Linked DNA regions of Mus musculus: regions 1, 2 and 3 are each linked to region 4. Evidence: chromatin contacts called from public promoter capture Hi-C data. All regions are on one chromosome and are shown on one strand. Each heading gives the region's core, a stretch centred on a gene start, on an enhancer-like site or on the middle of the called end of the contact. The rest is flanking DNA. Distances are from core to core; before and after follow the strand shown.

Evidence for each region. Promoter capture Hi-C pulls out the DNA fragments that hold promoters and counts their contacts.
Region 1: a promoter capture Hi-C map of pre-B cells shows a contact between it and region 4, with 4 times the contacts expected there. The contact joins the promoter of Prxl2b here to the promoter of Gnb1 in region 4. A contact is called at or near these places in 2 of 39 promoter capture datasets (liver and pre-B cells) and 1 of 115 datasets of contacts at active chromatin or transcription factors (pancreatic cancer cells).
Region 2: a contact with region 4 is called in a promoter capture Hi-C map of liver, with 2.7 times the contacts expected there. The contact joins the promoter of 9430015G10Rik here to the promoter of Gnb1 in region 4. A contact is called at or near these places in 2 of 39 promoter capture datasets (liver and pre-B cells) and 1 of 115 datasets of contacts at active chromatin or transcription factors (pancreatic cancer cells).
Region 3: a promoter capture Hi-C map of liver shows a contact between it and region 4, with 2.5 times the contacts expected there. The contact joins the promoter of Tnfrsf4 here to the promoter of Gnb1 in region 4. A contact is called at or near these places in 2 of 39 promoter capture datasets (liver and stem cell-derived epiblast-like cells).

Annotation. Positions count from the first base shown.
Region 1 is chr4:154,895,089-154,900,987 of GRCm38.p6, forward strand. It overlaps Prxl2b (peroxiredoxin like 2B), which reads right to left and starts at 3,955. Exons shown (of 7, transcript NM_025582.3): 1 at 3,855-3,955; 2 at 3,388-3,592; 3 at 3,040-3,091; 4 at 2,418-2,481; 5 at 2,261-2,336; 6 at 1,952-2,070; 7 at 1,342-1,509. The coding sequence starts at 3,917. The coding sequence ends at 1,483. It overlaps Gm52690 (a long non-coding RNA gene), which reads left to right and starts at 2,332. Exons shown (of 2, transcript XR_003955190.1): 1 at 2,332-2,962; 2 at 3,343-5,899. Mmel1 (membrane metallo-endopeptidase-like 1) reads left to right here. Exons shown (of 24, transcript NM_013783.2): 24 at 38-442. The coding sequence ends at 137.
Region 2 is chr4:156,106,111-156,112,577 of GRCm38.p6, forward strand. 9430015G10Rik (RIKEN cDNA 9430015G10 gene) reads left to right here and starts at 3,888. Exons shown (of 10, transcript NM_177205.1): 1 at 3,888-4,063.
Region 3 is chr4:156,011,054-156,017,441 of GRCm38.p6, forward strand. It overlaps Tnfrsf4 (tumor necrosis factor receptor superfamily, member 4), which reads left to right and starts at 2,642. Exons shown (of 7, transcript NM_011659.2): 1 at 2,642-2,953; 2 at 3,175-3,297; 3 at 3,849-3,956; 4 at 4,333-4,399; 5 at 4,825-5,021; 6 at 5,101-5,220; 7 at 5,309-5,536. The coding sequence starts at 2,821. The coding sequence ends at 5,379. It overlaps Sdf4 (stromal cell derived factor 4), which reads left to right. Exons shown (of 7, transcript NM_011341.5): 7 at 1-2,557.
Region 4 is chr4:155,489,521-155,496,147 of GRCm38.p6, forward strand. Gnb1 (guanine nucleotide binding protein (G protein), beta 1) reads left to right here and starts at 1,841. Exons shown (of 12, transcript NM_001160016.1): 1 at 1,841-2,060.

The DNA of each region.
Region 1 (5,899 bases), core at 2,705-5,204, 590 kb before region 4:
TCCTCCCAACATCTCAGACCTCCTTGCTGGTCTACAGGGTGCTGGGCTCACTACAGAACCTGCCAGGCTTCTCTGAGGCATTCCACTGCCCACGAGGCAGCCCCATGCACCCCATGAAGCGATGTCGCATCTGGTAGCCAAGGCTGAGCTATGCTGCGGCCCACGCCCCGCCACCCAGAGGCTTCGCGAATGGTGTAGCTGGCAGAGATGTGCAGGTCTTTGCCTGAAGGCCACCGGAGCCACCAGCCAGCCCTCCGCGCCCAGCCTAGAGTGTAGCCACCCGCCCACACCCGGGATGAGTGGTGCCGGTCCTGCGCCCCCTCAGGCCAGTGAGGGTCAGCAGCCCAGGAAGAGCAGTCAGCTGCCTTCCACCCTCTCCATAGTGTGTGGCTAAATGTTCTCGAGCTTCAGACTTGAGCTAAGTAAACGCTTCAAAGAAGACTTTGTTTTGTACATGTTGGAGTTGGGGGAGGGGGGCGGAAGGCCTGGGTAAACTGTGGCCAGACCAACCTCTGAGAATCTTGGCGCTGGGAACCGTGAGGAGACCAGGATGCCCCTGGAGGCCACAACCACAGTTCAGTGGATTGGGCTTCCAGGGCTGGACCAGATCTACATTCTGGTGACTCACGTCAGTACCTGGCAGGGACACCCAGAGACCTGGGGAGCAAGGGGTGGAATCTGGAAGCCAGAGATGGTCTAGATTGTAAAGGGGACATCACCTGCTGTTTACAAAATGTCACTGGATAGAGGGAGGACATCAAGGTGGACATTGTAGTCACCCTGGCTTGGATTTAGAAAGAGCTAATCTGGCCATTAGGGCCCCACCTCGAGGGAAGATCCCTTGACAAGGGGAGCCCTGAAATGGTGGGGTGTCTGGAGTTCTGCTTGGACCTTAGGACCCTGGGGACACAGACATGCTTAGCCTGACCCAGGCTTCTCCCAGGACATACCAGCCATTCAGATCAGGGAAGGGTTCCTCGGTCTTCATCTGTCATCTCTTCCCTGAACCCCATTAGCCTCCAGTCTTCCACCATAGACACAAGCAGACACCTGCCTCCCCAGTCCCCACAACTGGGCTCCATTTGGGGGCTGGGGCCAAAGTCCTACTGAAGAACTCTGTCCTCCGTATCCTCAGCCTGACTCTCTGTCCTCAAACAAAGTGAGCTACAGCGTTAGGTCACCTTGGAAGGAAATGACACGGTTGTCCCCAGGGTCCCATAACCAAGGCCTGAAGTCTGTCCTCTAGGAAGATGACACTTCGACACCCCTCCTGCCTGTAGGGAACAACAGTGCTGTGGGAAGGACGGGGGTGCACTGTGGAAGCAGTGAGACGCTCACTGCCCAGGACCTGCACTTTAATGGCTCATTGCTGTTGAAAGATGAACAAGGTCCAACGTCCTGGCTCAGTGGCTCCACAGGGATTCTTTGTGTTCCAAACACATCCAAGGTTACAGATGCCTCCGGGTCCTCAGGCTGTGCGTGTCACCTCCCACACACCTCTTCATCACACTGTGGAGACCACAGGGGCCATCAGCCTGGTCGCACTCCTCAGAGGCTAGTGGCGCCCACCACCCAAATTGTGAAGGAGGCACACTGGACATGGGAAGCATCCTAACGCGCGTGTTACTCTCTTCCACGGGAGAACGGGAGGCAGGACATCATGGCCATACTAAGGCCTGACAGACACACCTAGGTAACAGCCCACCCTTTCTCAACCCACAGTGGGGCCCTGCTTTGCCTGCCCACTGGCCTCTCTACTGCTCAGCCTATCCCCCTCTGCAAGCAGAGTCATAGAGACTCAACTACCTCCCAAGGCTGCCAACGCAGAGAAAATTACGTAAATCCTAAGAGGCTATAGCTCAGCGCCTGGCTACACCAAGCACCGTCCCAAAGCGAGCGATAGATACTTAAGGGTTGGTAACAAGCAGTGTTCCCCAAGGCCTCTGCTCACCTGGGGTGGCTTGCTGGAGCAAACCTCTGCAGAGATACCCAAGGCCTGCAGGATGTTCTCCTGGGGAACATAGTCACCCGGGGACTTCTGGATGAAGTGCAACAGTACCTTGTCGCCACCTGTAACCACAGGCAGGGAGTCAGTTGTGTGCATCTTGCATCTCTGTGCCGGGAAGTGAGAGTAAAATCCGCTGACCAAGCCAAGCAGCCCAATCCCTCACCCAGGTACCCAAGACCAGAGAGGGAGCATGAAGACATGACACGAGCCACCAAGATGGGCAAGATGGGGCTCTATCTTGCCCTGACCCACCCTTGCTGACCACCAGCAGCCCTCCACTTTGCAGCAGGTCACCAGACAGGTTCCCCTGGATACCAACAGCTTTAGCCTGCAAAGACAGGAACGGGACTCAGGTCAGTCCCGGAGGGAATGCTGCAGGGATTCCCACCAATGCTCTCAAACCACAAACCTTGGAGGCTACATCACGAACAGGTTTTCCCAGGGCAGCTGGTAGGATGCTTAAGCTGTTGTACCTACAAAGACATAGATAGGGTCCCTAGTCCAGATTCTGGTGGAACACAAGTATCCACACCTGTTCCCAGTGTCCTGCCCCACCCACTTATCTAACCCAGGGCTCAGGCAGATCAGCAACCAGTCTAACTAGGCTCTACACAAGCCCTGAGAGCCCCCAGGTTGAATACAGCTAGCCTTGGGGGCCCTGGAGAGGTGGTGTGGAGTGTGGGGAATGAGCTCCAAGCTGGGTGTGCCCAGGGATCTCGCTTAGCCGGCACTGCCTATCATGACAGGCAGTCTGTGGCAACAGAGGACTGCAATGAGCCATGGCTAAGGCACTGGGCTCCAAGGTCCCTCCTGTTTATGAAATAGCAGACTTCTGAGGACAGGCCTGCCTTGGACCAACACCCATTAGAAGACTCAAAGAAGGGCTGGCTGAAGCACCAGTGTCAGTTTCCATGAGACAAACTGGAGAGCAGAGCAGATGGCAGTAGCAAGAAGGTACATAAGAGAGCGGTGGCCACTCTGTCCTCCTGTTGTCCCTGGTTAGACTCATGCCCACAAACAGTCACACTTACCGCTTGAAGCCCAGCTCCTTATAGATTTGCTTGCTCTCATCAAGGTAGAGTTCTAGAAAGGAAAGCCACAGCTATGTGCCCCAGGCTTCCTACAGTCTGTCCCCTCCACTTACTGTATCCAGCTCCACCCACCCAAGCCATGAGTAGCAAGGCAGGATTGAATGTCACCACTGCTTAAACGGGAAGGGCAAGAGTCACTGGGACTTTGCCACTAGGTCTGGGCACCAGCCAGGGCACAGGCTGAAGGCAGGGCAGGGAAGAGCTGCATATGCTGACACATGAATATGTTCTTGTTGGGCCTAGAAAGGGAGAGGTCAGCCCAGGCTCTGAGTCCGGGAAGAGTCGCACCTCCTGAGAAGTAACCACCATCCAGAAACTCCTGCAGGCCCAGGGCCTCAGGCCCCACGCCCACCAGGCGCACATCGTGTTGGTCCAGGATGCTCCGGAGGTTGCTGAGGTCCTGGGCGATCCAGCGGCACACCATGCAGCCGAAGCGTCGCAGACCGGCCACCACACAAGCTTTCTCCTGCCATAGGCTCCGCAGCTCCACAGCCTACAGAATGGATCGGTCAGGGGACATGGGCTCACCAACCCCCTATGCCCGGCAGCCTCACATGTCCCGCAGCGTGCTGCTCCAAGATTCGCAGCTGACTGGTCCTCCTGATGGTTCCTCTGTGGACCATGAGCTGTACCCACGCCCAGTACGCGAACTCATAGGACCCCTCAGGACCTCCACTCCAACCCATGTGAGTTGCCAAGGCTCTGGGCCAGGTATTAGGGGAGGCGTTCTCCGCCCTGCGCGAGCCAAATCTCACCTCCCCAGTCACTGCATGTTTCAAGACACACGCTCCTACGCGACCAAGGTCCACCACATTCATGGCCTCCTCCGTCCCTTTCTGCTCCACGGTCCCTTCTCGCAGCCTGGGGAGGCTCACTCTGTCCTGCGCAGCCTCTTCAGCCAGCCTATGCCCCGCCCATAATCCCGCCCCAGTCCTGGTGGGCACCACCTCCAGGGGGTTCAGGTCACATGACTGTGCGCTTGTCTCGCCCCAGGCTCCGCCCCTGATATTAGTATACAGGCACACCCTCTCTCCAAAGAGACAATCACTGCAGATCTCTTTGCCTAAGCCTAGGTTGTTCTCATATGTATAAGCTTATTAGCCAATGGCGTAGCAGGTAAAGCTCAATGGACAGTCTGCAAGCGGTGCGCCTGCGCAGAATGCGTTTGCGTGGCTCTCTAGCGTTTGCGTAGCTCTCCACTAGCATCAGGTGGTCCCTAGTAGTGCAGCAGGGTGGTAGAATTAGAGCCAAAAAGTTGAAACGGGGAATCGAACTCACAAATCACTAGTGTGAGGAACAGTAGGGCAGCCGGCACTTACAGTAGTGAAAGGACCAGCCTTTCCAAGTCTAAGTTCCTGCTTTGCATTTTCGCGAAATCCTATTAACTTCCATCGTAAAGTACCATTTCCTGCTGTGTGGATGTCAGTTTTTAAACTACGGGCTCTCATGTACAACAATCCAAAGGAGATAAACAGGAGCTCGCAGTGGTGTGTCCCTAGGAAGAGTAGAAGGCTCAGGAATCCACGTGTTCTGTCCTTTCCTCACTAAGTAAGCCCTGTGATGCTTTCTAGGGCCATGTTCAAGCATCTGACAGATGTAGAGGCTAGGAAAGGAAGAGAGCCACCACAAGATACCTAGCTGAGGCTGAACAGCCAGGCAGGAAGTTAGGAACCATACATATCACTGTGTCAAAAGGAGAAGCTAGAGAGATGGCTCAGTGGTTAAGAGCACTAGCTGCTCTTGCAGAGGGCCCACGGTTTGGTTCCCAGCATCCCTACAGCGACTCACAATCCTCTGCAAGTCCAGCTTGAGGGCATCTGATGCTCCCTTACGGTCTCTTCAGGCACCAGGCACTCACATTGGGCCCAAACCTATGCAAGCAAGAGTAGGCTGGGGAGGTGACTCGGTAAAATGACAGAGACCTGTAATCCCATGTCCTGGGGGAAGCAAAGGCATGAGAATCAGCAATAGACCTTGTCTCAAGAAATACGATTGAGAGGCACTGAGTAAAACACTCAACCGCTGGACTCCCCGGGCACACACAAGTGCACACAGGTGTGCAAAGGTACATTTTAAAAAAGGAAAGAAAATAAAGTTGCAGAATCAGGAGGAGCTGGTCCTGTAGAGCAACTGGTCCTGGAAGCACCACCAGAAGAAATCCAGAGATGGGGCTTCCTCTGCTTCCTGTTAAGTGTTGAGGGGTACAATGCGAGGGTCCCAGGAGCATGGGAAGATGTCTGCAGAAAGTGCTGCATGTTGAACAGGAAGAGCCAGCAGGCCCTTCCCTGAGGCTGCTCACTCACATATGCCTACACAGTGTGACAGAACCCACCTCGTCTTCATGGAGCCCCAGGTAAGACAGGTCATCAGGAGCAGAGGATTGTAGAGTCTTTGTTCCAAGTTTTATAGGTTAGAGGTACCTAGTCCAAGGACCTGAAAACACTTGTGGCCATTCCTTTCCCAGCTCAAGGACCTGAAAACACTCGTGGCCATTCCTTTCCTGTATTTCCAGAATCCTTCCAGGGATGTTGATTTCCTATGCTTTGGGGTAGGGTTGTTGTGGTTTTCCTCCAGTGCCTCTCTTGCGTGATCATTTTAGTTTCTGCTTTTATTGGTTCTTATGCCAAACCAGTAAAATTGGACTGGCATAATCTTGACTATCTCATATCAATGACATGTGTGGTGGTTGGAATAGGCTTAGCTGTCATAGACTCCATGGGTTTGAATGCTTGGCCCATGGGCGGTGGCACTGTTAGGAGGTGTGGCCCTTGTTGGAAGAAGTGTGAAACTGTGGGTATGG
Region 2 (6,467 bases), core at 2,638-5,137, 620 kb after region 4:
GGGACCCCTTTTTTGAATGAGTAGCTGGAAGCCTGTCACATACCACTGGTAAGTAGCTGCCTGCTAAGAGCATCTCTGACTTCTGCCTCCTACCAGAAGGTGTGATTGACAAGGTGGTGGGGAAAACTAGATAAATACTATTTTTTTTTTTGGATAAATATTTTAGTGGACATAAAAGCCAGCTATTACCTTAACACTGAAAAAGAAATAAGTTATGATTGATTGATCCCTTTATCTGAGGACTCCCACGCACCTGCTGCGTCAAGCAGCTAAGCGTGGAGTTTCTTGTCTGCCCAGGGAGTTCTTACAAAGGGTTCTAAACTCATAGCACCTTTCAAGAGAAGGAACGGGGGCTGGTGAGATGGCTCAGTGGGTTAGAGCACCCGACTGCTCTTCCGATGGTCCAGAGTTCAAATCCCAGCAACCACATGGTGGCTCACAACCATCCGTAACAAGATCTGACTCCCTCTTCTGGAGTGTCTGAAGACAGCTACAGTGTACTTACATATAATAAATAAATAAATCTTTAAAAAAAAAAAAAAAAAAAAAAAAGAGAAGGAACGGATTTAAAAACAAAAAAACAAAAAATCAAAAAAAAAAAAAAACCCACACATGTTTAATGAATAAAAGAACCAAACCAAGTGGCTTCGGGATAGCATGTCCAGGGTTAAATGGAAAACTCACAAAGACTCCAAGAGGGCGGCGTGGCCGGGGCAGGTGGTAACTGCTTCGCTGCTGCTGCTCTGGACACTTCCCGGGCTGCCCCAGTGGAGGGGGCCTGGGTCCTCTCCTTCTGCTCTCTGGCCTCCGTGCAGCCAAAGATTTTTTTAAAAAATATTTTTAAAGATTCATTTATTTGTTATATGTAAGTACACTGTAGCTGTCTTCAGACATTCCAGAAGAGGGAGTCAGATCTTTTTAAGGATAGTTGTGAGCCACCATGTGGTTGCTGGGATTTGAACTTCAAACCTTCGGAAGAGCAGTCGAGTGCTCTTACCCACTGAGCCATCTCACCAGCCCCAAAGATTTTTTTTTTTAAGAGATAAAATTTTTAGACACATTAGCATTACCACTATTGTAATCTGTACTGAAATCCACATTGTAGAAAGAAAAACAAAACAAAACAAAACAACAACAACAGATTCATGCCTTCAAGTCACAGCAAAAGCTATAGCTCAGAATTAAAAGCGTGAACACTCTTTCATCTGTTCAGAGAGCTGGATGTATAGATTGGACAAAGATGCTTTCAGCATGGTAAGCTTATTTTTTTCCCTTGGGACAGAGTTTCTCTGTATAATAACCCTGCCTGTCCTGGAACTTGCTTTGTAGACCAGGCTGGTCTCGAACTAAGAGATACTCCTGCCCCTGCTTTCCTGACTGCTGGCCGATAAAGAAGCAATCTTAAGTCTATACTCAGATGACCAAGGAAACTTAAAATCTTGTGCTCTTGACTATAACTGGATTAGACAGCGCTTTGCAAGAGTTAGAGTGGTGAATTCTGTGTATAGGGATTTGAGGTTCAGAAAACCTTAAGGCTACCCTTACCCTCCAAGGCCAAATAAACCTACTGACTACAGTAATATTACAAAATGGGCTGGGGATAGGTCTGCTATCAGCTCCACGGAGATGGCAACCCTGGGCCCAACGCAGGGAAAAGGGGGTGGAAAACCCACAAATCCCCAAGCGGGAAAAAACTACCAATCCCTGAACTTCACACACACACACACACACACACACACACACACACACACACACACACACACACCCCACTAACCCCTGAGCATGAAAGTCTACCAATCTTTGAGATTCCCAAGCTCAGGACTTGAAATCCTCACTCTGGTCATCTCTGCCCTGAGAAGCTCCGCCCTCTCAAAAATTCTTATTTTCACTGCCCTGTGCCCATTTCCCTGATGTTCACTCCTGGGAGCAGAGGGCATCTGTCCCTGGATTTGTCCCTCTTCCTGGATTCTTCCCTTGAATAAATAGCCTTTGTGAGATTCACTGCCTGGAGTTACTCTGTCATTGGAAGAAGCCAAGAAAAGAAGCTAAGAAGTTGAGGGTCCTGAGCTCCTCAGCTCAGTTGGGGATCCCTCCCCTGGGAGCTGCAATGCGAGGAGGCTTCCTCTCAGAGCTGTGTGGTTCTTGGGTTCCTGAGCCCGCAGACACCTTTCCATCCTAGCAGAAGCATTTATAGTGAAAGAAGAGGTGCTAGTGTCCTGCGTATGACTCTTCCCTCATACTCACTGCCTACCAACGCTCCGTGGATGTCAAGTCTCTGATGAACACACACACACAACCCTTTCAAAGTCATCTGTCTTTTCCTAATACTTGCCAGAAATACTAGAGGTCCTGGGGGTAGCCCAGAGGAAGTACAAAAAAAGCAACACAGACAGAAATCCTGTCTGTCCTGATGTCACTAATTTAGGAAGAATCTCGTCCATTTTACCACAGTCCCCCCCCCACACCCCCCCCCCCCCCCCCGTGCTGCTGTAGTCACTGCGGCTGGCCAAGAAAGACCACAGCTTTATTCTTAGATCCACTGGGCCTTAGGGTAGAATTCCAGAGAGGAGTAAATCGCGGTGGTGCAAAGAATGCTGAGTTGTCTGACCAGCTCTACCAGATCAGAGAAACTGAGGTCATGAGGAAGTGAGGAAGGCCTAGCAGAGAGCAGGGTGAAAAAAACAGGACCAAGCCTGACAGATACTCTCTAATCTTTGTTCAAAACAGAGCCCTGGTGCACACAGTTTTGCTCTTTTCCAGGGGCGGTCTAGTGGTTCTACCTCACTTCAGAGAAGATGTAAGCTTTCAAAAAGTACAGTGCCAGGGCTGGTGAGATGGCTCAGTGGGTAAGAGCACTGACTGCTCTTCTGAAAGTCCTGAGTTCAAATCCCAGCAACCACATGGTGACTCACAATCATCCATAATGAGAACTGACGCCCTCTTCTGGGGTGTCTGAGGACAGCTACAGTGTACTTACATATAATAATAAATAAATCTTTAAAAAAAAAAAAAGTACAGTGCCTCCTCCTTGTGTTACTGTGGGGCGTCCATGGAGTTTTAGCTTCTGTGAAGAAGCCTAAGTACCCGAGGCCTCCAAAGTGAGAGGCCGGGGCGATCAGGCAGCCCAGAGACAAGACTCCTCCTAAGCATTCCACTTGGTGACCCCAGAGGCACCATGCTCGGCTTAAGAGTGGGTGTGGCTTCCCATTTGGGAGGAACCAGAGTCCAGCTCCCTAAGCAGACACGCCAAAGATGTATTAGAAAGTCCCGATTTTTACAAAAGAATGAATTTGAACTTTGTCTTCATCTTGAAATGGGGCTAGCCAAATCACGAACTATAGCCAGTTAAATATTTCAAAGGCTACCATAGCCTTGATTGGCAGTTCTGATTCTTTTTTTTTTTTTTTTGAGACAGGGTTTCTCTATATAGCCCTGGCACTCACTTTGTAGACCAGGCTGGCCTCGAACTCAGAAATCCGCCTGTCTCTGCCTTCCAGTGCTGGGATTAAAGGCGTGCGCCCCGACACCCGGCTCCAGCTTTGAATTCTTTTGTGACCCTCTTGGAGCGAGGCGGACGTTACACTCCATAGCCTTGCTTAGAACCAAGGCCGGCCACCTAACAAGGACTACGATGATTGGCCGCCCCTAGAACTATTGGGGAATGTAGTCGTTTCCTTCCCTCCCTAGGCTCAAGTCCTCTTGGACTACATTTCCCAGTCAGCGCTGGGAACGCAAACCCGCTGCCAGGACGGAATCCTGGGTAAACGCACTTGGGCGAAGGGGCCGCTAGGAGTTGTAGTTTTTTTGCCCTCGCCACGGCCTGGGCGGGGGCGGGCCAGAGACTACAAATCCCAGAGACGCTCGCGGGGCGCGCGCAGGGCGGCCGGTACGAAAGGAGCTCGGCTGGCGAGTGGTGAGTGAGGGCCCTGCTCTGGCGGAGGTGGCGGCTGCAGCGACGCCGTAAAGGCCGCGGGTAGCGCAGACTCTGGGACTCTGAGACTAATGCAGGGCCTAGCGGGGCAGCGCCTCCCTCGCTGCCTGCCATCTTGTCAGTGAGGAGGCGGTACGGACGGAGCCGGGAGTGGAGCGTGGTGGATGGAGGGACGGGGAGGTTGCAGGGGACATGGACCGCGAGCTGCACGGAGGTGGAGGACGTGGGAGATGGGTTGGTGTCGTGAAGGGGGCGAGGTCCTCCCGCGGGATGTGCTCTTCTTGAGGACTTTGCCGTGAGAGCCACTATATCAGCGAGTTACACATCCTCCCGCGTTTCGGCGCATTAAATGTAAAGGTGTCGAACTTAGCCCAGTATTTTGTTTTTTTATTGTTTTGGGAAAGGGGTTGGCCATGTAACCCCTGCCGTTGTCTCGTAATCTTGTTGGGTTTTCTTAGTCTCACTGCAGTGTACAAAGAAGGCAAAACTGTTTTTTTTTGTTTGTTTGTTTGTTTGTTTTGTTTTGTTTTTAATTTGTGGGTTTGTGGTGCTGTGTGTGGCCGAGGTGGGGTGGGGGCAGGATTTGAATCTGGGGCTTTCTCACATTTTGCTTCTCCTCTACAATAAATCCCGCAAGAAAGTCATGGGTTGGCTTCACCAGGTTGAGCCAGGTTACAAACATAGTTTGGTAACTACGTTAAGAGCTAGACAATAATTTGAGTCCGTTTTTATTTTTAGAAGCTCGTAGAAGGAACTACAGATCTGAATTATGCAGATAGTTTCTTTCTCCACCCCCCCCCATCCCCCCTTCCTTTTCTTTCTTTTTTTGAGACAGGTTGGCCTGGAACTCATTCTGTAGACTAGGCTGGGATTAAAGGCATGTGGCCCCGTAACTCGGCTAATAGTTTCTTTTCTTGACTTCCATATCCTGGCCTTAATAATCTTCCCCAAAACAAAGCAAGCACATATCTTGATGAGTTTAACTCATCTTAGGTGAGCTCTTTTGTCCACTAGCAGCATCTGTCACAACCTTTCGGAACTGGCTTGCATTTGTTCATGTTAATTTGGATCTATAAGGTAACTCATTAAAAGAACATTGCTACCAGGCAATGGTGGCACACATTCCCAGCACCTCGGAGGCAGAGGCAGGCAAATCTCTTGAGTTCCAGGCTCCAGGATAGTGGGTAAGAACAGGTATTCAACAATGCTACTCCTTGTGTAGCTACCTAATGATGAGAATCTATCTCAAAAGAAAATCAGCTTGAAAGACATCATCTACTACATAGTTTGAGACCAGCCTGAAATACATAAGACTGCACACACATGCACAGTGGTCTGTAATCCCATGCTTGTAACCCTAGCACTTTGGGAGGCAGGGGCAGGAGTTGAAGACCAACCTGGTCTACATAGTGATGCAGTGAGTTCCAGGCAAGGTTGGCCTTCATAATGAGATCCTAATTCAAAAAAATAAAAAGGTGTGGCAAAGATAGCTCAGTTAAAAGTGCCTGCAGAACAAGTATGAGGATGAGTTTGTAGCCACAGTGCCCACATTAATGTGAGGAATGGAGTCAGATGGGTTCTTGAGCTCATTGATTGGTCAGCTGAGCCGCATCAATGAGCTCCCGGTTCAATGAAAGAGCCTGTCTCAAAAAATACAGTGGATGGGGACTGGGTAGATGGCTGAGGGTAAAATGCGTGTGTAAGCATGAGAGCCTGAATTCAGATTCCCAGTCCCTATTGAAAGAGCAGGTGGCGTACCTCCCTCATCCCAGTTTGAGTAGAAGGAAAACAAGCAACTCCTCAGGGCAGGCTGACCATCCAGCAAAGGTGATGAGGTCTGGGTTCAGTGAAAGATCCTATGACCCACCTCTAATTCCAGCACCAGAGAAGCAGAGGCAGGGGAATCGCTGTGAGTTCAAGGCCAGCTGGTCTTCACAGCTAGTTCTAGGACAGCCAGGATTATAGAGAGACCTGTCTCCAAAACAAACAAACAAACAAACAATGGTGGAGAGTGATAGAGGAAGACATGCATCTCCTGTCTCTGAGCACCACACGTGCCGTGGGAAAGTGAACCCATGCACACATGCACTACACAAAATAAGGTGGAGAGTAGTCACTGCTGACTTCTGGTGTACACACACTTCTAAACACGTGTATACACCACGCACAACAGGAAAGTATGTGTAGGACCCACATAGTGAAAGAAGAGAACTGCCTCTCACAAGTCGTCTTCTGACCTCCATGCATGTCTTAGCAGATGTGTAAATATGACATAAACAAATAATCAGAAACTTAAAAAGTACATTCAGAATGGCTGAACCAGTGACATGGCTCAGTGGATAAAGGGGTTTACAGCCAAGGCTGACAACCTGAATTTGATCTCTGAAATCCGCAGGGTAAAAGAAGAGAACTGACTGTTCTCTGATGGCCACATACATGCTATATAGCATGTGTCTGGTGGCATGTATGTGCATACTCATGCACACACAGAGCGAATAAGTACATGTTACAGAACTGCCATATCTAATTGGAAGAT
Region 3 (6,388 bases), core at 1,392-3,891, 520 kb after region 4:
CTGCCTCTGCTTCTAAAGTGCTGGGATTAAAGATATGCACTGCCACTGCCCAGCAATACATTGTCATTCTTTAGATGGGGAAAAAAAGGAAAAAGAAACACTGTGGGCTAGCTAGTTTACACTAGAAATTTTTGAGGTGAACACTGGTTAAAGGGGTTAGTAGCTTTCAATAAACATTGATTTTCCTCATGATAGAAGTGAAAATAGGACCCAAAGGCCAGACAGGAAAGAGTACGATGGGATTTCATGCACGAGAAAAGGTTATGTGGGATGAGGTTGGGCCTTGAGTGTGGGAGCAGCAGCAGAGTCTGAGCTAGGCAAGGTCTCTGGGCCAGTGCTCTTGAAGGTTTGTTTTGGCACTCAGGTCCCCTGCCTTGGTGTTAAAAGGGGATAGAGTAGCTGTTAGGACAGCTGAGACCTCATCACGATCCCAGGCCTCTAGATACCTGTGTGACCCAGTTTTCCCACAGGAAGCTACTTCTGTGTGTGGTGTTAGGTGTGTGGGGTGCAAAGCATGGCAGCTCATTAGTCATTAGAGTGGAGGCACCGAGCTGATTCCTAGGCAAAGATGAGACTTGAAAACTCAGAATGGTAATGTGGACAGGAAGGTTTCAGCAGGTCCCAGAGTGGTCGGACACACAGCTTTTGAGTATGGTTCTCTCAGTAGACTTTTAGACTTTGCCACCATCCCTATCCTGCTCTGCTCGTGCCTTGGCCTGGAGATGGCATCCAGGACCATGTCTCCAGGAAAGGTGCAGAGCATCCTTAGAAGCCCGCTAGATACCTGACAGGTAGCTTATATAGTAGCGCCTGGTCTTTCAGAGGTTCTCATTACTTCCTGTCTGGTACTCAAGGGGCAGCACCCTGTGGGAGTTGCTTTAGATCCCTTGAACTGAAGGGATGAGTGGGGCCTAGGATTGCTATCTTCCCTGCAGTTTTTAGGGGCAGCAGCTCAGTGGATACAGTAAGGCCGGCTGCTGCTAGTGATCTTTCCAGTACCATGAAAACTACTCAGTTAAGCAGAAGGGACCTGCTGTCCTGTACAGATCCTCTGCAGGGGATTCTAGGAATGAAGGACACATCCAGGCTTCTCTGCACCTCTGTTCACCTGTGTGCAGATGCTAAACTGTTTGGCCAAGTGTGACAGCCAAGGACAGCAGAGTTCCGAGGGGAGGGGGGGGGCCCTTAGGGTGGGGTGCTAACTGTTAAGCTACCTGGTCTTAGGACAGACCACCTGCCTTCCTTCCTGCTCACTAGGACTAGAGAATGTTGCCCAGGATTCCCTGAGGATTCCTCTCCAGAGCCTTCACTGTACTCAGAAGCATGGGGAGGGCAGTCTCTGTGACCACTTGGCCCGTTCTGGGTTTTTCTATGTATTCCCTAGCTCACCCTGACCTTCCAGGTTAGGTGTTTCCATGAGAGGACTGGGGACTTCTGTTTTCACATGTGATCTTAGGTGGGGGATTTCCAGCCCCAGTCCTATTCCCTGCACTTATTTTTATTTAAACAGACTGTCTGTCTATATAACCCAGACTAGCATGGAATTCACAGCCATCGTGTTTTAGTCTCCTGAAAACTGGGATTACAGGTGTACACCACTATGCATAGCTAGCATGTAAATTCCCAGTTAGTTTGGGAATTGATAATTATGTCATATCACAGCTTAAATGTGTAGTAAAGGCACTGCCCCCTGCTAACTCATTTCCTCCTTCAGTGCAGTGGTTTGAGTGTAAGAAAAGAAGGCCCGCGTTGAGCTCACTGACACACACCTGTCGTCGCAGCATTTGGGAGGTGGAGGCAGGAAGATGGGGGGTACAAGGTCATCGAGATGGTTCACTCAGTAGAACTACTTGCCACAACCCAAATTTGGTCCTCAGTATCAACACCATGCAGCTCACAACTGCCTATAATCTAGCTCTAGGGGGATCAGACATCTCTGGCCTCCTAGGGCCACGTGTAAGTCCCCTCCCCCAACATACACACACACACACACACACACACACAGAGTTAAAAATAAATCTCTTTTTAAAAATCTAAGCATGGGCTACAGAATGAGTTCAAATGTTAGCCTGGGCAACTTAGTGAAACTGTTAAAAGAAAACATGAAGAGAGCTGTGGCTCTAGCTCAGTGGTCGAACGCTGCCCAGCAAGTAAAACGCTTAGGCTCTTAGCATTATAAAAAAGGAAGGAGAATAAATCCACTGGCACGGAGAGATGGCTAAGTAGTTAAGCTTGTACTGCTCTCTTGGGTGTTTTTGTTTTTGAGACAAAGTCTCTCTTATACAATCTGGCTGCCCTGAGACTTAACTATGTAGACTGGGCAGAGCTGCCTGCTTCCATCTCCTGAGTACTGGCTTTAAAGAAGTGTACTGCCATGCCCAGTGGTAAGAGCATGCGTTCTTGCAGAGAACCAAAGTTCAGTTTCCAGCACTCATGATGGTGGTTCACCACTGCCTATAACTCTAGCTCTTCTGACTTCCCTGGGCATTATACTTACCATACATATACCCTTCCCCCTCAAAAAAGAAATAAAATTAAAAATAAATTTTTTTCTTAATGCCTGTGTGCACGTGTGTGTTTCTTTGTGTGCTTCGTGTGCATATGTTGGGTATCTGCACCTCTCTTCACGTTCCCCAGCGGCCCAAAGCACTTCTTAGCTTATCATGGGACTCTGCATACGCCTGTGCCAAATACACAGGAACACGTTCACATACCTTCTTGCCTGTCCGCCTACTCTTCTTGCCCCACCTCCATAGTTCTTATAGCCACACCCTGCAAGGAAAAACCCCAGACTCCTGTGAAGGCAGAAAGCAGACAAGGATGTATGTGTGGGTTCAGCAGCCCACAGCCCTTCTGCTGCTGGGACTCACACTTGGAGTTACAGCAAGGCGGCTCAACTGTGTTAAACATACCTACCCCAGTGGTCACAAGTGCTGTCGTGAGTGCCAGCCAGGTGAGTAGCCTGGCTTTGAGATGTAGTGGCCGGGTGGGGGAGGGGTGATTCTTGGGGCAATGGAGACACAGGTCCAGAATACGTGGGGGTAAATGTCAGAGATTATTGTCACAAATGTGACAATGTCACAGACAGAGGCTGGTCCTGGGAGAGCCACGGTGCTGTGTATCCACAGTCCCAGGCCTTAGCTAACTTGTGTAACTTTCTGGGCTCCACTACAGGCCATGGTATGGTGAGCCGCTGTGATCATACCAGGGATACTCTATGTCATCCGTGTGAGACTGGCTTCTACAATGAAGCTGTCAATTATGATACCTGCAAGCAGTGTACACAGTGCAACCATCGTGAGTCCTTCCTACTCTTAACTCTCACTGTCCAGTGCGCAGGGACTAGCCACAACAGTGGGTGCCTATATTTCCTATATGATTGCAAAATTAACTTAAAGCCACAATGAATCCTGATCACTAAGGGGTCCTTAATAGCTAGCGCATTTCCTATGGGGTGAAAGTTCAGCCAGAGCCATGTGGAACTGGGGTAGAACACATGTTGACCATGTGGCCTTGCTCAAGCTGTTCTGGTGAGTAAGGCCCAGTTGTGGAGGTGGTAGGGTTATCTGAGGATTCTGACTCAGGCTGGAGACAAGTTGGGGGAGGATGGAAAAGGGAGATAGATCATAGCTGCCCTGTGCCCACTCAGTCGCTTTCTCCAGGGCTATCTGACCAGGAGGAACAGAATAGCCAGGAAGAGGGTCTTAGAGGAGAGGCCAGGAGGCAGGCTATCATACATTACTTCAGTTTCAGCTCTGCTCCTGTGCCATTGAGAAGGAGCAAGTCCATTTTGCCCTGTCCATAGGTCAGGGCTGGGTAAGCCTCATTCAGTCTCTTATCTTCCCTAGGAAGTGGAAGTGAACTCAAGCAGAATTGCACACCTACTCAGGATACTGTCTGCAGATGTAGACCAGGCACCCAACCTCGGCAGGACAGCGGCTACAAGCTTGGAGTTGGTGAGCCTCAGGGTTGTCCCTATACCAGGCAGGCGCGTGTCTGTCCGTGGGATCCAATGTATGCTGGCCCCCTTGAATCAAGGACCATGATAATGGTATAAATGAGCCTTGCTCCCACTTTATACATTGTCACTTCCCCAGCATCTCTAACTACTCTTAACTGAAAGCCCCTCTTCCAGTGGGTCAGGCCAAGACTTGGATTCAGGGTCAACCTTGAGGTCAGTGTCAGTCGGAAGCGTGCGGGAAAGAAGGGACTTGCAGAGGCCAACCTTTGCATCTGTTTGCACCAGGGAATGAGCAATTACTCTCCCTTTCGGCTCCACCGGCATCCAGGGCCTGATAGCACCAGAAAGCTGACTTTATGTCTTTGCTGCAGACTGTGTTCCCTGCCCTCCTGGCCACTTTTCTCCAGGCAACAACCAGGCCTGCAAGCCCTGGACCAAGTGAGTACTGTGGCTGGCTAGGGGTATGGAGGGAATGGGACCAGAGGGTTTGGGCATTTAAGCGGTGCTATCTAGATGACTGTGATGGACTGGATAAGAAAGCCCTGTGCTTAGGGCATCTGACATCTGACATCACGAACACCAACACAGGCTCTACTGTGCAAGGGGCCCCTGCAGATTGAGAGGGGCATGTGAGATCCAAGCCCAGGCCCAGGGACATGTTTGTTCTCACATTGTAGTTCTTCTCCAGGGGGCTACAGAAGTATAGGGTAGGGGTTTGAAAGGGCAGAACCCCAGCCAGGAGCAGGCCAGGGATGAAAACAGGGTGAAGACAGACGCAGACATAGGTACCTGCCTTGTGGGTGGAAGTCTTGGCAGAACTGAAGATGGCTCAGTGCAACTTCCAACACTGTCTCGTCCCACAGTTGTACCTTATCTGGAAAGCAGACCCGCCACCCAGCCAGTGACAGCTTGGACGCAGTCTGTGAGGACAGAAGCCTCCTGGCCACACTGCTCTGGGAGACCCAGCGCCCTACATTCAGGCCAACCACTGTCCAATCCACCACAGTCTGGCCCAGGACTTCTGAGTTGCCCTCTCCACCCACCTTGGTGACTCCTGAGGGTAAGGGACACTGGCGCAGTGGAGGATAGGGAGAGAACTCAAGGGTGAGCGAGTTTACTCAGTTGGCCTCTCCTCATAGGCCCTGCATTTGCTGTTCTCCTAGGCCTGGGCCTGGGCCTGCTGGCTCCCTTGACTGTCCTGCTGGCCTTGTACCTGCTCCGGAAGGCTTGGAGATTGCCTAACACTCCCAAACCTTGTTGTGAGTATCACATTGGGCTCAGTAAAGCCTACCTCCTTCACGATGAGCCATAGCTCCTCACTGCTCTTTCCTTCTGTGCTTCTCTTAGGGGGAAACAGCTTCAGGACCCCGATCCAGGAGGAACACACAGACGCACACTTTACTCTGGCCAAGATCTGAGCATTACTACAGGAGTGGATTTTATGGGGCACGGACAACCCATATCCTGATGCCTGCCAGTACCCTCCACACCGTTCTAGGTGCTGGGCTGGCTCTGGGCTTTCCTATGTATGCTATGCATACTACCTGCCTGGTGGTGCTCCTAATAAACATGCTAGCAGCTGTGAGTCTGTGACTGGCACTAGGGCTGAGGTGGCCTCCTATTCTGGTTGGGGAGGGTTTGGGGCCAAAATGAAGGTCCACTCAGAGACCTACACTTGGTCACATGTACTCCAGTGTGAGTACGGGTATGGAATTCAGAGACCTGAAATGCCAAGGGGAAAGTACCTGGGGAGCCAACTGGCAACTCGATGAGCAGTCCAGAGTCTTACTCTAAGGCAGGGGTTCTCAGCCTTCTTAGTGCTGTGACCCTTTTAATACAGTTTCACATGTTGTGGTGGCCCCAAACCATGAAACTGTTTTCTTTGCCTCTTTTTTTTTCCATCTTTTATTATTATTATTATTATTAGGTATTTTCCTCGTTTACATTTTCAATGCTATCCCAAAGGTCCCCCATACCCACCCCCCAATCCCCTACCCACCCTTCTTTGCCTTTTGATAACAATAGTTTTGCTACTGTTATGAATCATAATGCAAGTATTATTGAGATAGAGGTTTGCCTAAAGGGCTGCAGCACACAGGTTAAGAAACACTGCTCTAAGTGGACCTAAGAGTCTTAGCCAAATGGAAAAGTCCTGGCAAGCAGAGCCTAAGTACCGAGGTCATCAGCGGGGCTCATGAAATGCGGTGTTTCTTTCACCCCTGTAGCTCAGGCAGCTAACCAGAGTTATCCTTTCTCTCCAGCCACATGAATGGTGAGAAGGGTTTGATGGTCCTTTGTAGCAACAGTACTGCCCTTCACCCAGCAACTCGTCTTTGACGATATTCATTCCCCTTGCTCTATTCCACTCTTCAACGTTCTCAGCTCTTTCCCTCCACCATGTTAACCATTGCAACTGCGGACCCAACT
Region 4 (6,627 bases), core at 591-3,090:
TAATTTTCAAAAGGTACCAGAATGTACCCCATCCCTTTACCCTTCACTGTGGAACCAACAGGAGCCTGGGTCCCGGATGTCTCCTGGTTACCCAGCTGTTCACATCCTCTAGCTCCACCCTCTTTTGGACCAGCAGGGACTAGCAGGCATCTTATCTCTCCCACTCTCTTCCCAGGCATTGCTCCGCTTGCTGGGCCTTGGCCCTCTCATTTGGAACTTAGAATACCACTTAGATACCTTCTTCTCAGATCATAAATATCCTCTGACATCCTCTGGGGGTGGGGTGTGTATGGTGGGTGAGGACGTCTTCACCAGAGTCACAGTATTAAAGTAGGAAATGAGCAGGGCAAGACCACTGGGAATAGGCTACCCTTGAGGAAATGAAGCTGGCAATGGATATTCTCTCGGGACTGGGCTACTAAGGGGTTGGGGACATCTGTGCAGAAGTGGTATCATCAAAGGTCTGGCCTTCACAAGTTCATGGAAGAGGCACTTGTGGGAAGTTGGAGTCACAAGGGACAGTGGAGAGAATGGTGAGAAGGAAGGACCCTGTACTTTTACTTGGAGAGAGTGGGATGATGGAGCTGTCAAGAACTTCAGGTAAAAAACAGTCACAAATGACAGAGTCAGGTCTCGAACAGATGGAGTGAAGGGCATAGAGTCCCAGGGGTCAGAGGCCCTAGGGTGAGATGATAGCAGTGGTGGATATATTTGAGGTAACTGGAACCAGGCTTCTTACTCTCAAAGCAGGTCACTCAATATGCAAGGAAGAGAATATGCAGTATTTTGGAGAGACCACACACTTACTGTGATCAAGAAAAAGATACGAATGCCCACATGACCATCTGCATGTACATATATGTATGTTCATGTAAATGTATGTTTTCCCTCAGGGTGCCTGCTCAGCAATGACACTTTTGTAGCAATGAATATCCAATACCTGGTTCCTCACTTCTACCCATCCACTAGCAGAAGCTAGGGCTCGTAAAATCAGGCGTCAGATCAGGGCTGGCACAGGGAAAGTATATGAGGAAACTGTCAGGACTGAACAATGACAGACACATTTCTATGGCCCGGCAGGAAGCGCCCAGGGCAGGGAGGGGGAAGTGTGCAGACCACTCAAAGGCTGTTTCAAGAAGGAATGGGCTTCAAGGAAAGGCTGCAAGGTGCACAGAAGCTAACAAGAAGGGAAGGTATCAAGTGTGAATCATGGAAAGGTCTCAGAGTCAGCGTGGTGGCCAGGCCCCCCAGAGAGTTGTGGCTCTTGTTTAAAAGAGGGTAGTGCAGGCCAAGAGGAAATAAGAGAGGTATTCACCTGGTTTTGGAAAGGGCAGAATGGGAGTGAAAAAGTCATTGTGGCAGGAGTCATATTAGTTGAAGATGGCTGGACAAATAGGCACGACGGACCAGACCGGATGGCATGTCTTAAAGATTCTGGTGGTTAATCTTGACATCTTTCCTGTCCCACCTGGCTATTCCTACCCCTCTACCCCCGCTGTCTAGAACCTGCTAGGCCGTTCACGCACGCACGCACGCCTTTCGGCCCTCCCGGGCTGGTCATTCAGGCAGGACACACCGCCCTCTGGCTTGGGGCACATGGCACAGGAGCCGACACCGTCAGGTCAGAGCCAGAGGCCACCGAGGCCGATAGGCTGCCAACGTCCCTGGAAGACCCTTGCGGGGTGTGTGGGGTGGTGGTGGGGTGGGGTGGGGGAAAAAAATCACGGGTCCTTTAAGCCTCTCGCGCACGCGCAGAGGGAAGGAGGGGCGGGGCGGAAAGAGCGGCACGCGCACGCCGCCCGTGCGCGGTGACGCGACGTGGGGTTTCCCGAGGCTGCGGGCAGGGGCCGCCGCGCCCATCCTGATGGCTGGAGGCGTCTGAGGGGCGGACGGCGACGGCGGCGGCGGCGGCGGCGGTGGCGGGCGCGGGCGGCGAGGGCAGCGGGGCTGGGACTGGAACAGCCGCCGCGCGGACCCGACCAGCCTCGCCGACTCCTGCCCGCAGGCCGCGAGCGCGACGACCAGGCGGCGGCGTGGGCGCCAGACCGGGCGAGGGCGAGGTGAGCGCGGCTGGGGTCTGTGAGCTGAGCCTGCCCCGCGCTGGGCCAGGCCCTGCGGCTCTTCTCGCTCGTGGGTCATCGGCCGCCGTCTTCATCCTGCTCTTCAGGGTTGGGTGGGCGATCCCCGGCGTGCCGGGTGGGCGGCAGGGCTGGGGTCTCGGGGTCCGGGGGGTGAGGGATGGGGCGGAGCCGCCTGGGCCGGGGCGCAGGCCCGGGCCGGGGTCTTAGGCTCAAGGCCGCGTCCGGGGTGCGGGCCCGGAGATGCGGCAACCTGGGTGGAGGTCCTGGGTTCAAGGCCAGATCTGGGATGGGTTCTGGGTTCAAGGCTGGATCCCGGATGCGGGACCTGATCTGTGGTCTTGGGTTCAAAGCCCGTGTCGGAATTCGGTTTCCAGACTCATTCATGTTCCTGGGGTCGAGGCTGTTGCGGGGGGCGGGGGGGTCTAGGGCCTGATGCGGGATCCCGGAGGTGGTCTTGAGTTTTAAGAAAGGGAACGGGATGCAGGGCTGGGGCTCGGGTCGTAGGTTCGAGCCTGGATGGCTTGCTAAGGTGGGGATGCCAGGAGAGCCGCAGGCGCTTCTTCTCGCGGCCGAGTCCCCGCGGGAACAAAAGCCGAGCTCTGCCCTCCGGACCGCGCCTTCCTGCGGGGCGTGGGACTCGGCCGGGCGCGCGGGGAGCGGACACGGGGCGAGTCTACTGGATTCGGCCATCAACCCCTGCCGGGTGCGGGCCTACGGCTACCAAGCTTCCCAGCTTCCTTCGCTGCCGGCCTTCCTGGCCCCAGGCACCCGTAAATGAATGGGCGCCGCGTCCGGTCGCCGCGACAAGATGGCGATACCCGCCTTTGTCAGCCAGGACCGCGCCGTCCGCTGCCGGGGCTGAAAACAAAGGCCGGCTCTGGTGGCCGGTGCAGAGGAAAAGGCGCCGGGCTCCTGGGTTCGCCTGATGCATCAGTGCTGGGAGGGGACGTCCTGCCCAGAGCACTCAGAGGGTGGCCTAGTCTTTCCGCGTCTCCTCCACAGCCTCGGGTTCCCCTGGGGAACTGCAGCTTGGCTTTTGACCTTTTGATACATTTAAACATTTTTTTTTTCCGGGTTTTTTTAAACCACAGGATTAGCATCCCGAAATAGCATCCCTATACGTGTTCAGCTCATCTTTAAAGAGGTTATGTCAAAATTTTTATTTTGAGAGGAGAATTAGTGGGGCTTCATTTAATTAATTAATTGTTTAGTGCATTGCTGTTTTGCCTGGATGTGTCTGTGTCTGTGTGTGTATGTGAGGGTGTCAGATTCCCTGGAACTGGAGTTAGAGTCATTAGCTGACTTGTGGGTGCTGGGAACAGAACTCAAGACCCTTTGGAAGATCAGCCGATGCTCTTAACCCCTGAACCATCTCTCCAGCCCCGAATTAGTAGAATTTATAAGTATATAAATGACACTTGTGCATGAATTTTGAAATTTCAGGTAATTTGTAGTGTTGGTTTGGTAGTAATAGTACTTTGTATTGTTATGTTTCGATCTGATAGCAGCAATCAAGCCTTTCTCTGTGTGTGGTTAAGTAGCCTGTGAGATTTACTGTTAACTAAGAAAATATGTAGTCATTCTATCATGATAAATGGAAGTGTTAATATTGTGAAAAGTTCCATTTCACTGTGGAGACTAAATGTGGTCCTCAGAGAAACCATTAGTCAGTTTCTATGTAGTTTTTGTTTGTTTGGGTTTTTGTTTTGTTTTGTTACATCTGAAGCTGTAGTGGTTTTTGGTGGTGGGAGATATTTGAAGATAAGGCTTTTAGTTTTCATGCTAAGATGTCTTCTGGATTCTTCTGGAAGGTATATTGCAAAAGGAAAATTTCTTCCGCCGGGTGTTTGGCCAGGGATGGAAATGTGAAGAGGCTTTGAGCCTCTAGACAGCAGAGCTAGGTTCTGGATAGATAGGACCTAGGGAGAGTGACCTTTTTCACAGACCTGTGCAGGAATGCAGTGCAGCTGGGAAGGCCCTGGTCTGCATGGGAGAGGCTAGACTGTAGGTGTAGGGTTCTGACTGCACGTATTTCACTTCTACAGTGTGCTGTCTTTCTTAGAAGGTGAGAGCCTTGAAAGTCAAAAGTAGGTTTTCTGAGGCTGTGTGCTCATACCTGCTGCCTGGCTCCTGGGTTTAGTGTCAGATGCTCAGTGTCAGGATTGTATTTTATTTATCTGGTGGTTTCTTGCAAGGATCTTTTTATGCAGGAGATTGAGCATGCAACTTTGAACAGTGTCTTCCATGGATGAACTCATCCACTGGATACAAACAGTTCTTAAATAGTATCTGAGCTGATATCAAATCTGTATTCGTTTAATTCGAGTAGTACAGAGTGCCCCTTGAACACACTTTTTAAAAAGGCTTTTCTGTGTTTGATAGCCTTGGTTATATCTGATTTGGGTGAAGGGGAGACCAGGTAAACTTCCTGAGATTTAGAAGGTTGCAGAATAAACAAGATTTGGTAGGGTATCCTCTAATCCCAGCACTCTGGACAACCAGGTCTACCTACATGAAGCTTTGTTTAAACCCTTCCTTTCCCTAAAGTCTGCATAATGGTGGTTTTGTCTCTTTTTTAAGAGTTGAAACTTGACATCTACTAGTGAGGATGATTTCTGAGATTATCCGGGTGCATTTGTATTGCTCACTGGAGAAACAAGCTGACTTAGAGAAGATGCTCTCTCAAAAGAAGTGGTGCACAGGAGTACTGAAGCTTTGTTAATTTCATCTAGGTAAAAAATACTGCGCTGTGGGCTGGAAGATGGCTCAGCAGTTAAGAGCACCGACTGCTCTGCCTGCCAGAGGTCCTGAGTTCAATTCCCAGCAAGCACATGATGGCTCACAACCATCTGTAATGGGATCTGATGCCCTCTTGCAGTGTATGTCTGAAGACAGCTGCAATGTACTGATATAAATAAAAAATAAACCTTAAAAAAAAAAACGCACTGGGCTGGAGGTTCAGGTACTTGGTGCCAGCCAAGCCTGAGCACCCAGGTTAGATCTCTGGAGCCCCTCTAGGGAAAGGGAAAAATGCACTTCTGCAAGGCCTCCGCCACTCATGCACAAACTTGCATTGCATAAGTATAATTTAAGAAAATCTATTATCCATTGGTATTGTTGGAAAGTTAACAGCACTAAATGGAGCCTTGAGAAAGGCATGAGCATAGCCGGGCGTGGTGGCGCACTCTGGAGGCAGAGGCAGAGGCAGAGGCAGGTGGATTTCTGAGTTCGAGGCCAGTTTGGTCTACAAAGTGAGTTCCAGGACAGCCAGGGCTATACAGAGAAACCCTGTCTCGAAAAACCAGCATGAGCAGTCTGCAATCATCTACCATCATCAGGCTGTGTGTGGCCGGTGCTTACCGTGTGAGCCACAGCAGCTTTGTTTTAGAAGTACACTATCTGCAGTTACTAGTTGGTTCATTGGATTGTTTTTCTCTGCCCAACAGATTTGGCTCATGTCAGTCACCAAATTGGATTAAATTCTTTATGTGGGCTTTGGTTTTAGCATTAGTGGATTGGATTGGTAATAGATATTCTCGGTTTTATTATCTGGACTTGACCATATGGTGTGCTTTTGCCACTTCCCTTTAGTTTAAAAGACCATCTTACCCAGGCTGTCCTAGTATTCACTGTGCAGGCCAGGCTGGCCTCTGGTGGTCCTTCTTCCTTTGCTTCCCAAGTGCTAGGATTCAGGCGTGAGCCATCATGCCCGGTTTGTGCCATATTACTTAAAAACTCCTTTTAGCATATATCTCATAAGACATGGAACAAAATGCTTTAGAATTTTGGTGTTGTTTTTTTTTAATTAAATTTATTTACTTATTTATTTATTTTAGTATTTTATGTGTATGGGTATTTTGCCTGTATGTATATGCGTACCCATGTGTGCTTGGTTCCTGTGGGGTCCTCTGCTAGAGAAACAGTGCTCTTTTCTTTCTTTCTCGAGACAGGGTTTCTCTGTATAGCCTGGGATTAGAGGCCTGCACTACCATGCCCGGCGCGGAACAAGTGCTCTTGACATCTGAGTTGGCTCTCCAGCTTCTTTTCTTAATTTTAAAATTTTAAATCTTTAATTTTTTTCTTAATTTTTTTTGTGGGGGAGGGGGTTTTGTCCTGAATGCTGGGACCACAGCTGGCATCTTCTTAATCTTAATCTTGTTTTAAATTCTGATTTTAGAGCCGGGCAGTGGTGGCGCCTTTGATCCCAGCACTTGGGAGACAGAGGCAGGTGGATTTCTTGAGTTCGAGGCCAGCCTGGTGTACAAAGTGAGTTCCAGGACAGCCAGGGCAATACAGAGAAACCCTGTCTCAAAAAACGAAAAAAAAAAAAAATTCTGATTTTAGGAGCTGATGGTGTGTACTTGTGATCTCAGCACTGGGGAAGTGGGGACAGGATTAGGAGACGGTCAAGGTCATTAGCTACATAGTCATTAAGACCAGACTGAGCTACATGAGATCCTATTTGAGTAATTCCAGGTTTGCATTTGGGTGTTTGCATTGTTTTAAAGACAGAGCTCACAATGTTGTTCAGGCTAGTCTTTCAGCT